3 separate regions of the Sus scrofa genome follow, and all the other regions are linked to region 3. A link is a contact called in public Hi-C and HiChIP or PLAC-seq data. All regions are on one chromosome and are shown on one strand. Each heading gives the region's core, a stretch centred on a gene start, on an enhancer-like site or on the middle of the called end of the contact. The rest is flanking DNA. Distances are from core to core; before and after follow the strand shown. Region 1 holds the start of AP3D1 (AP-3 complex subunit delta-1). Region 2 holds the start of EFNA2 (ephrin-A2). Region 3 holds the start of LOC100524239 (cytochrome b-c1 complex subunit 10).

Region 1 (3,327 bases), core at 134-2,633, 470 kb after region 3:
AAGTGTAACAAAGAGGCAGGAACTCAGGCTCCTAGCAGAAGAACAGAGCTGGAGCCTAGGGCCCTTGGTGCCTCCTGGCAAATTCCTTAACTTCTCTGCACCTTCCTCTCTGTAATGCTGGGCTTGCCCGGCGCCATTGTGAGGAGGGCTAGGCGGCCTCTGGCACTAGGATCGGCACAAGATCATACAGCTGCTCTCCTTAGGGCAGCCTCTCCCTCCAGCAGGGAAAGGGGGACTTTCTTCCCTGTCCCACTGCGTAACTGTAGGCTTGGGCCTTCTTCCTTGGAAGCCAGCAGCCCGGTGGTCACTAACTCGCCCAATTCCTCCTAAATCTAGGTCACAGGTTGGGGGGATGGGGGAGAGATGAAAATGGTGCCCACGATTGTACTATGATTTCTGGAAAGCGTTTTCCTTCCTGGCTGTGGAGTTTCTACTTGAAGTCGGCTTCTCCCTTGCAGGACCCCTGAGGGGTTTCCTTATTTTGGCCTAGGGCTTCCGCTGTCCCCCCATCGTTGCCCCCAAGAGTGGCGGCCTGGCCATCTTCCAGGGGCGGGGTGGGAATACCGGCCCAGGAGGCTAGGCCCAGTTCCAAGCCGGGCACCAGGGAGCGATCTGGACTTGCGTTAATCCCATAAGGGGTTCCCTCTGGGGGCGACCTACGGACAAGGTCCCCTAAACAGGAGCCCAAGACCTGGGGTGGGGTGGGGGTCCTGCACTTTGAACAAGAAATCCAGAAACATGCTCAAGACGGGAGAGCCGCCGCTGGGCCAGTGGCACTGGGTGTGTGTGACGACACTGCCAAGCCTCTTCCGGGGCTACCCTCGGGGAGGAGGAGGCGGGCCCCCACCGCCGAGCGGGTAAACTGAGGCTCGCGGACGGAGCGTGCGTAAATCCAGGGCGGATAGGCAGGCGGGGCTCAAGCCAGGAGCGGGGCCTCTGTCTGGGTCCTGCCGGGTAGGACCGATTCGGGATCGAACGGGGTTGGGGTCAGGGCAAGAAGCCCGGCCAGGTTCAGCGCGCCGGGCTCACCTCGTCCTCCTTATGGTTCCGGATGCCGCGCACCAGGTCCTGCAGATTCTTGTCGAACATACGGTCGATGCTGCCCTTGACCATCTTGAGAGCCATCGCGGCGGCGGCCACCGCCGGGCTCGAGACTTGGGAGACGCGCGGCCGGGTGCCCTGAAGGGGCAAGGGGGCCTCGCCTGCCGCCCGTGGAGCGCTGCGCTGCCGGCCGCCGCGGTGGGGCGGGTTCTCAGGCCAGGTCGGCGGCGGTCGGCGGGGTGGCGGGGGCGGGGGCGGGGGCGGCGGCGGCGACGACCCGCTGGGCAGGCCGCGCTCCCTTTCCCTCCGGCTCCGCGCCGAGCCGCTTGCAAATGGCGGACAAGATGGCGGCCGGTCAGCTGACGGCCCTAGCAGAGTCCCGGCGGCCCGCCCCCGGGAGCCCCGCCTCCCTAGAAACCCCTCCCCTTCAACTTACTGCGTTTCCCTAACAACGCCAAGCCGCCCAATGGAAACGCAGACAACGATCACAGGGCCCTTCGGCCTTGCTCTCTACGGCTCAAGACTCTTCCCTCTCATTGGTCAGTGACATCATTAGCTCCACCTACTTCCCCGTTCAAGGTTGTAACCACGCCCCCTTGGCGTGCCCTCTCTGCCCCGCCCCTCAGCTAAGTGACAGGCGTAAGAGAGCCCAGCTGTGGGTGGAGCCTGCTATGGGCGGGGCGCCCACGTGGAGTTTCCCAGGCAGGTTCCTGGAGAAGGATCCAGCTCCGCCCTTTCTGATTGTAAAAGCTGACACTGTCTGAGAACCTCCAAATTCGACTCTGTCTCCAGAACGTCTCACAAAATCCTATCATATGGGCAGACAGGGATTAACATGCCCACCTGGAGAAGCTGAGGACCAGAGCTAGGACTTCAATCCAGTTATTCACTCAAGAAGTTTTTTTTCTTTTTCCCGCAGCACCAAGGGCATATGGAAGTTCCCTGGCCAGGAATCCAATCTGAGCTGCAGCTGCAACAACTCGGTTTTTTTGTTTTCCTTCATTTTAAAAAGTTTTATTGAAATATAGTTGATTTACAGCCTTGTGATAAACACTGAATTCTTAACCTACTGCTACGGGCAGGGATCTAACCCGCGCTGCCTCAGACAATGGGGGATTTTTAACCCACTGCACCACAGGGAGAACTCCCCCATTCAAGGAAAACTTATTGAGCACCTACTTTATGCCAGGCCTCCCTCCCAAGTGAATGAGATACAAGTGGTTCCTGCCCACCAGGATCCACCACTAAGAGAGTAAAAGCGAGCCACAAACTGTAATGAGATATTAGCAACACATGTATCTGCCAAAGGATTTATATCCACAATATACCTGAACAGAAAATAAAGCAGAACCAAACAAAAAATTCCTACAAAACGAAAAGAGGTGTTCTCATTGTGGCACAGTGGAAACGAATCTGATTAGTAATCATGAGGATGTAGGTTCAATCCCTGGCCTTGGTCAGTGGCTTAAGGACCTGGCACTGCCATGAGATGCAGTGAAGATCACAGACACAGCTCAGATCCCACATTGTTGTGGCTGTGGTATAGGTGGGCAGACAGAGCTCTGATTTAACCCATAGCCTGGGAACTTCCATATGCCATGGGTGCAGCCCTAAAAAGCAAAAACAAAAAACAAAACAAAAAAAACACCAAAAAGAAAAAGACAATTCAGTTAAAATATGGGGAGTTCCCGTCGTGGCACAGTGGTTAACGAATCCGACTAGGAACCATGAGGTTACGGGTTCAGTCCCTGCCCTTGCTCAGTGGGTTAACGATCCGGCGTTGCCGTGAGCTGTGTGTAGGTTGCAGACGCGGCTCAGATCCCGCGTTGCTGTGGCTCTGGCGTAGGCCGGTGGCTACAGCTCCGATTCAACCCCTAGCCTGGGAACCTCTATATGCCGTGGGAGAGGCCCAAGAAATAGCAACAACAACAACAACAAAAAGACAAAAAAATAAAATAAATAAATAAGTAAATAAATAAATAAATAAATAAAAATATGGCACACACAGCAAAAATTTATGAATAAAGCATATCGCAAAAGAAGACATCCAAGTGGCCATCTACCTCAATCATCAAGAAAGTGTAAATTTAAACCACACTGATATAGTTCTGGACTCTGGAAGAATAGCTAAATTTAGAAAGACTGAAGAGTTCCAGTAGTGGCTCAGTGGTTAAGGAAACTAACTAGTATCCATGAGGACGCAGGTTCGATCCCTGGCCTCACTCAGTAGGTTAAGGATCCAGTGTTGCCGTGAGCTGTGGCGTAGGTCAGAGATGAGGCTTGGAT
Region 2 (3,463 bases), core at 461-2,960, 280 kb before region 3:
CTGGGACAGACACCTATGAAAGATCCTGTCCTGGGTCTGCACCTGGTGCTGAGTCAACTCTGAGTGAACTCCGACCCTGACTGAACCTTGAACCTAAGACTGACCCTGTCCCCAAAGTAAGCCTGATCTCTGACCCTTGACTCCAGCGGAAGCTTACTCCAGGATGACCCCGATCTCAGCTGACCTCCTGTGGGCTGAGCTTGGAGGCTGCAACAGCCTCCAGCGCTGGGAGGGGACAGTGGCCCCCACTGGACAGGGGTCCTGGAGGGCAACTGGGCAGCTGTCCCTGCACCTCCACCCCCTCCTTGCCCGGGGCCAGGCCATGGAGCTGGCCAGCCCTCCCCTCCAGGGCCACTCCTGGGGGAGCGGCCAGCGGGCGCAGGGAGGTTGAATGGGGGACGTGCGCCTTTGTTCCTGTCCCTGCTCCGGCTCTGACCTTGAGAGAGAGACAAGAACAGAAGGAAAACGGAGCTTCTGCTCAAATCCGCTCGGCGGCAGCGGTGGTGGCGGCTCTCGCCTTGGTGGCCCCTGCATGCAAATGAGCCGAACCACCCCGGGCCTTTGCTGGGGCATCCCCCGCCCAGTGTGCCCTTCTGGCTCCCCCAGCTCTGCAGGCCCAAGCTCTGCTGGGTGTGACATGAGACCCCTGCCGGGCTCTGAGGTCCCACAGCGTGGGAGGGGGCAGAGAGAGCTTCCAAAAGGCCTCCTTTGCAGGCAGGAACACTGGGTTGGGCCAGGCCTGGCATCCTGAGCTCACAGCCCCTCTTTCTGGGCCCAGCCGCGAGCCTCCATTGCAGAGAGCTGGCCTCCCAGAGTGGCTGCCCCATCACTCCCCCGAGAGCCAGACTAGCCAGCCTGGGCCAAACCCGACCTGAGTTGCTGGGAGCCCCAGGCCCTCAGTCCAGCAGTGTCCAGAGAGTCTTTTTAAGGCCTTGCCACGTGACCCTGGACCAGTTCTGGTCCTCTCCTGGCCTCCTGGGGCTGCCCCGTCCACCACTTGGGGGGGTAGGCTCCCACCCTCCCTTGGGACTTCAGATCTGGCCTCCTATAGTCAGAGGACCAGCAAGACCTGGAAGCTGGAACACCCCAGACCGATGGGCTGAGTTCCCTGGATGGCAGAGGACAGAGAACCTGGAGGAGGGGTAGCTGAAGCACAAGGAGGACAGACCTGGAAGGAAGAGAATGGAAGGACTCCCAGGCAGGACTCAGACCAAGCAGAGGGCTCAGTGTGGGGAGGATGACGCTCAGAGCACATGCCCACAACATGTAGGAGGTGTGGGGCTGGGATGGGTCATCTGCTGCCCTGCCTCACTGAGGTGAAGCTTACTTTGCCAGTCTCTGGCCTCTCTAGGTTCCTTCGAGGAGTTTACATAATCCATCACCCAGAAACCTTCCAGCTCTTGGCTCTCAGACCCTGTGCCAGCCCTGAGAGTGTGAAACAAACCCAGAGAGGTAAAATCTGGCTGGGCGCCACTGGCGCTTTCCAGTCAGCACTTGGTGACAGTGTACCTCCACAAACTCAGAATCTGGTGAGGCAGACAATGGCATGAGTAAGGAGAAAAATAGGCCGGGCCCCCAGTTTTTGCACACAGCCAGCACCCACAGAAGTGCCAGTTCCCTGAACAGGTCATACACTCTGGCCCCTGCCTGGTGCCCTTCCTGTCCTCTGCCCCCTCAGACTCCCCATGCTCCTGACTGCTGTTGGCCTCGACCCCACTGTAGGCTGCTGGGAATATTGGGCACCCACTATTTGTCTGGCTCCCTTAGGGAGTGAGGTCAGGATTCCTGTTTCACTTCCTAGTTGAGGAAACAGAGACTCAGAGAGGAGAAGTGACTGCCCTGGGAGACAGCAGTGGCTGTTGGCTTTGGACTTAAGGTCAGCCCCACCACAAAACTCTTCCCCAGGCTGGGTGAAGTGTCACAGCATCCCCTCGGCCTGGTTTAGGATTTTGGGGTCTGGGTTTGAATGAAGGAGGTGAGACGGGGCGAGCCATCTTTGTGCCTTCTACTCCTTGCTTGGGGCCTGGCGTTGCAGACCACTTGGTGGCTTGAATGGAGGTGAGTGAGGGACTCCGACACCCTGGGCTAGGCCCGCGTGATGACGGGGGCGCGCCCCCGCAGAGTTGGTGGCTGGGGTTGGCCCCTGCGGAGGTGGGCAGGCCGCGGTGGGGTACTCATCCGGACCATTAGACTGGGGCGGGGGTGGAGGGGCGAGGGCGCGGTTGCGGCTGGAGCCCCCCGCCCAGCCCCCGTGTGTCCGGGGCACGGCAGGAGGGGGCGCCCGCGGCCCTCCCGGCGCTCGGGCGGGACAAAGGCCGGAGCCCCAGCCCCTCCCCGGCGGGTGCGGCGGCGACGGCCCGCGCTCTCAGAGTCCGCGCGGCCGGGCCGGCGCCCGGGGCGACCCCGGCGCCCCGCCTGCCGCCGCCTGACTTCTCGGCGCCCGAGGTCGCGCGCGCCCAGGCGGGGGCGGCTGGGGATCTCCAAGCGCCGGCGCGCCCTCCTCCCGCCCGCCCTGTGCCCGCCCGCTCGGCGGCGGCGGAGGAGGCGGAGACGGCCGGCAGGCGGCGGCCAGGGGAGCGCGGCGGCCGGACCGGGGCCATGGCGCCCGCGCAGCGCCCGCTGCTGCCACTGCTGCTGCTGCTGCTGCTGCTGCCGCTGCCGCCGCCGCCGCCCTTAGCGCGCGCGGAGGACGCCGCCCGCACCAACTCGGACCGCTACGCTGTCTACTGGAACCGCAGTAACCCCAGGTGAGCGTGGCTACGGGCGGGGACCGGGCGCTGGGAGACCCCGGGAGCTCCACCTCAGCCTGGTCTCCCGCCCTGGGCACGGAGCGTCCCTGCGCGCTGCCCGCGGAGTGGGGGCTCCCGCTTCCCACGGGATCCCCCGGGAGTTCTGGCCCCCGGAGTTTGGGGGACTCCTGCTCCGCGTGCATCTCCCCCCAGGGCGCCCCACCGCCTGCAGATTTGGGAGACTGGGCGCCCGGCGTGCCCCAGAGCGCCGCCAGTCCCGGAGTTTGGGGATCCTTGCTGGCACCCTCAGAAATCGTGCAGCCCTGACTTCCCTCGCCGGACTTGGGGGACCCCATCTTCGGGCCTCTCCAGGGACCTCGTCTGGCTTTCGAGTTGGTAGAGATGCCCGGGAATCTTGTGGCTGAGCTGCACCAGGCGGTGGGGACCGTGGCGGGGAGAGGGGTGGTCCATGGGCAGGTTTCCCCGGTGGGTCCCCAGTGAACTTGGGGAAGTTAGAATATCCCTCCCTGCAGACCAGCGTCCACATTCACTCCAGCGGTTACCTGGTCTCGGTTTTATAGGGACAGGCAGACCAAGGCACCCAGGGGCTGGGGTTTGGTCCTGGGAGTCCTGATCAAGTGGCACTCTTTCCTATCCTCCTGGCGTTGATGGGGAAACTGAGGCGCAGAGGGGCCAAGCAGCTGGCTCAAGGTCACCACGAGGGGAGCAGAGCT
Region 3 (2,991 bases), core at 325-2,824:
GCAGAGGACCTGGCTCAGGTGTGTCTGAATACCTGACCCACAGAAACTGATAATCAGTGTTTGTAAAGCTGCCGGATTTGGTGGGCTGTTTGTTACACAGCAATAGAGAAGTCTTACAGGTTCCATCGCTGGCCTGTGCAGGACCAGAATTTGTACATGGGTGACCACCTCACTGGATCATCCTAAGCCATGTGCTTGGGGGTGTTGGGGTGGAGAGTGGAGGGATCAACAGTCCCGAGCCACCTGCAGCAACCCCTGCTCTTGGGGTTGAGGCCCATAATACTCAGCTTTGAGCCTGGGAGAGGTCACAAGTTACCGCTGCCTTTGGAACAGACTACGGGGCAGGTGTCCTGAACAGAAGGGGAATCTCCTCCCACAGCCCAACAGCTCTGAGATTTAATGTCAGAGAAGCCTTCCCTCAGGGAGGCCACCACCCCTTCTCATTCCTGCCACGCACAGGGAGGGAGTGGCCACGAACCTGACTTCTAAGAGGAACCAAAAGATGGAGAGGTGGTGATGATGCTGACAGCCCCTCGTGGGACTTCCTTACACCCTCACGACCTGTCCTTCCCCTCCTCGCATGAAGACGTGGGGTCCAGAGGTCCTCAGTTGCTGAGCACAAAGTCTGGGACACAACCCCCACGGTTCCTGGGGCTGGATCCCGCTTCTTGGCCTCTGGAAGCCAGCAGGGGGGGGACAGGGTTGCACTACACCCCCTTTAACATTTTACATCAGCCTCAGGCCGTGGGTCACATCGGTTTATTTTTTCTTGTTCATGGACTAGAACGTCAGACACGAAGGTTCCGTTTATAGCTGTGTCTCTGACTAGAAGCGAATACACTCAAGAATGCTGCCGGCTGCCGACGGAAAGAAACTCTGGAAGAGGTGTCGCGGCTCTGACCACAGGCAGATAGGAATGGACAGTTCCGGGGGCCTGGGCCGCCTGCGGGAGGGGCTGCGGGTGCTGCCGGAGGTCCCACTCGACGCCAGGGACGGCTTTTTCGTTTGTAAAGCCCACCCGAAGATGCCTGCCAGATCCACCATCCAGGGCCAGCCCCCACCCCTAACTCCTTGCCGGGGACACGACTGCCGAGTATAAGCCGGTTTCCTAGCGCCCCACGTCGTGGGCACGCCCATCCTAGCTGCCACGTGGGGTCACCCCAACACTACCCGCCTCTGACAAGTGCAGCTGTCGGCTTCATAACGTCAAACAAAAGCAAAGTTAGGAGCGTATATGGTCAGTTTCCAGGCCCCAAGAGCTGAACCGGGGGTGCTGGGCGCGGACTGGGTGGGCAGCATTACGGTCCCCAGGGAGAGGGGGTCGGGGGCCCTCCACGCACGTGTGCTCAGAACACACCGCGCCGCCGCTCCGTGCCTCTGTTTCCCCCATCTGGGACCCGGCAGGACACGGGGTCCAAGTCCGAGGGCGAGCTGCGTCCTTACCAGTTTCTGGCCAGCTCGCGGTAGCGCGGACCCAGGAACCTGCTCAGCATTGCGGCGCAGTCTTAGCTCAGGGTGACCCCGGCCCCCTCGGCTCGGACGCACTGCGCAGGCGCGACCGCCGCTGCGCGCAGGCCCTCAAGGAAGCCCCGCCCCGTCTGGGCGGGCTGACTGCGCGAGACCCGGAGCCCACCGCTGCAGGGCGCTCAGACTTGGAAGACATTTGCAATCGCTTCCGGGGAGGGTCTGAAGATCGCACACTGGAGTGGGCGGGCCTGGGGGCGGGGCTTTCTTGCCGCGGGACCCGAGGACGCCGGCCCTGCCCCTCCGCTCCGCAGGTCAGAGTGACTCCTGCTGAGCAGCCTCCAGCAACTAAGCGTGGCCCGCGACATTTGTCCGGTGAGTTTGTGTCCTTACTACATGCCAGAACTTTATTAACAGTTAAACCGAGGCCATACGAGGAAGAGTGTCGCAGAGGGGAAAGGAGGCGTTTTGAACTCCCTTTTGGAGGATTTAGGCGTTCTCACTGGACTTGCTGTCAGCGGGACCTTGGCCAGATAGCAGTGCTACCCCGAGCCTCCGAGCGTCGGTTTGCTCGCGCTGAGTTGTTTGTTGCTAAGAGACCCTGTTGTAAATTGTTTGCACGTTTCGTTTGGGAGTGATTCCTCACTCCGGCGGCAGAGGGAGGCCTGGCTCCTCGCATTGTCAGCACTTCAGGACACCTGTTAGCTGCTGGGACCCGGACAGGCGGCTCCTCCTCACCCTGCTTCCCGCCGCCCCAAGCTCGCCTTCTTCAGTCACCGCCTTTGGGACCACCAGTGTCGAATGCAGGCTTGGGTATGAGGACTGGACTCTGGGTTTGTCTGCCCATTTCGTCGCGTTCCAGTCCTTTTGGAATCAGCACCTGGGCACCCTCCAAGACTGCAGTTTCAGGGGCTGCAGGTTCTCACCTGCCCCTGGCCACGGGGGTGGGGGGTGGGGCAGAGAGGACCCGAATAAACCTCTGTCCTTGATGGACCCTTAACATGTGGGACATAGAGGGTGCCCTGAAAATTACAGAGAGAGAGAAATCTTGAGGCAGAAGAATATACCAGCCCAAAAAGATGAGCAGAGGTGGGTGTAGAGGCCTTGGCGCTGCAGGTCCTGGATCCAGCAATTTCTGAAGCTCTGCCTCATTGTTCCTTCTGCTTAATGCACTTCAGCTCATGATGCAGAATACTTTTCCTTTCAAGTGATAAAGAACAAAAGTCGGCTTAAGAGAAAAGATGGACGTTTAAAGGCATGTTGGATGGCTTCAGGCACAGGTGGATCCAGGAGTCTAGCACTATCATGAATCTTTCCCTCCATTTCTCAGCTCTTTTGTGTTGCTCTCACTCTCTGGTGAACTCCCTCTGAGCAGAGGCACCCAGAAACTCTGGGTTGACATTCCAGCAACCCTTGCAGGAAGATGGCACCTCTTTCCAAATAATCACAGAGAATGCCCCAAAGCTGGTTCTCATTAGCCTGCTATGGAAACAGGGCAGAATCACCCCCTCTCACATGAGAACATGG

The links. Hi-C and Micro-C count contacts between places; a contact is called where the count stands out from the background. HiChIP or PLAC-seq counts read pairs in DNA pulled down with a chosen protein or histone mark.
Region 1: a contact with region 3 is called in a Hi-C map of heart right ventricle, with 4 times the contacts expected there. The contact joins the promoter of AP3D1 here to the promoter of LOC100524239 in region 3. A contact is called at or near these places in 1 of 5 promoter capture datasets (fetal liver) and 1 of 47 Hi-C or Micro-C datasets (heart right ventricle).
Region 2: an H3K27ac HiChIP or PLAC-seq map of alveolar macrophages shows a contact between it and region 3. The contact joins the promoter of EFNA2 here to the promoter of LOC100524239 in region 3. A contact is called at or near these places in 1 of 47 Hi-C or Micro-C datasets (liver) and 1 of 2 datasets of contacts at active chromatin or transcription factors (alveolar macrophages).

What each region holds. Positions count from the first base shown.
Region 1 is chr2:76,426,499-76,429,825 of Sscrofa11.1, reverse strand. It overlaps AP3D1 (AP-3 complex subunit delta-1), which reads right to left and starts at 1,383. Exons shown (of 32, transcript XM_021084197.1): 1 at 1,030-1,383. The coding sequence starts at 1,125.
Region 2 is chr2:77,178,183-77,181,645 of Sscrofa11.1, reverse strand. It overlaps EFNA2 (ephrin-A2), which reads left to right and starts at 1,710. Exons shown (of 4, transcript XM_005661390.3): 1 at 1,710-2,058. The coding sequence starts at 1,967.
Region 3 is chr2:76,901,802-76,904,792 of Sscrofa11.1, reverse strand. LOC100524239 (cytochrome b-c1 complex subunit 10) reads right to left here and starts at 1,574. Exons shown (of 3, transcript XM_003122996.3): 1 at 1,444-1,574. The coding sequence starts at 1,493. TCF3 (transcription factor E2-alpha) reads right to left here. Exons shown (of 21, transcript XM_021084225.1): 19 at 1,444-2,991.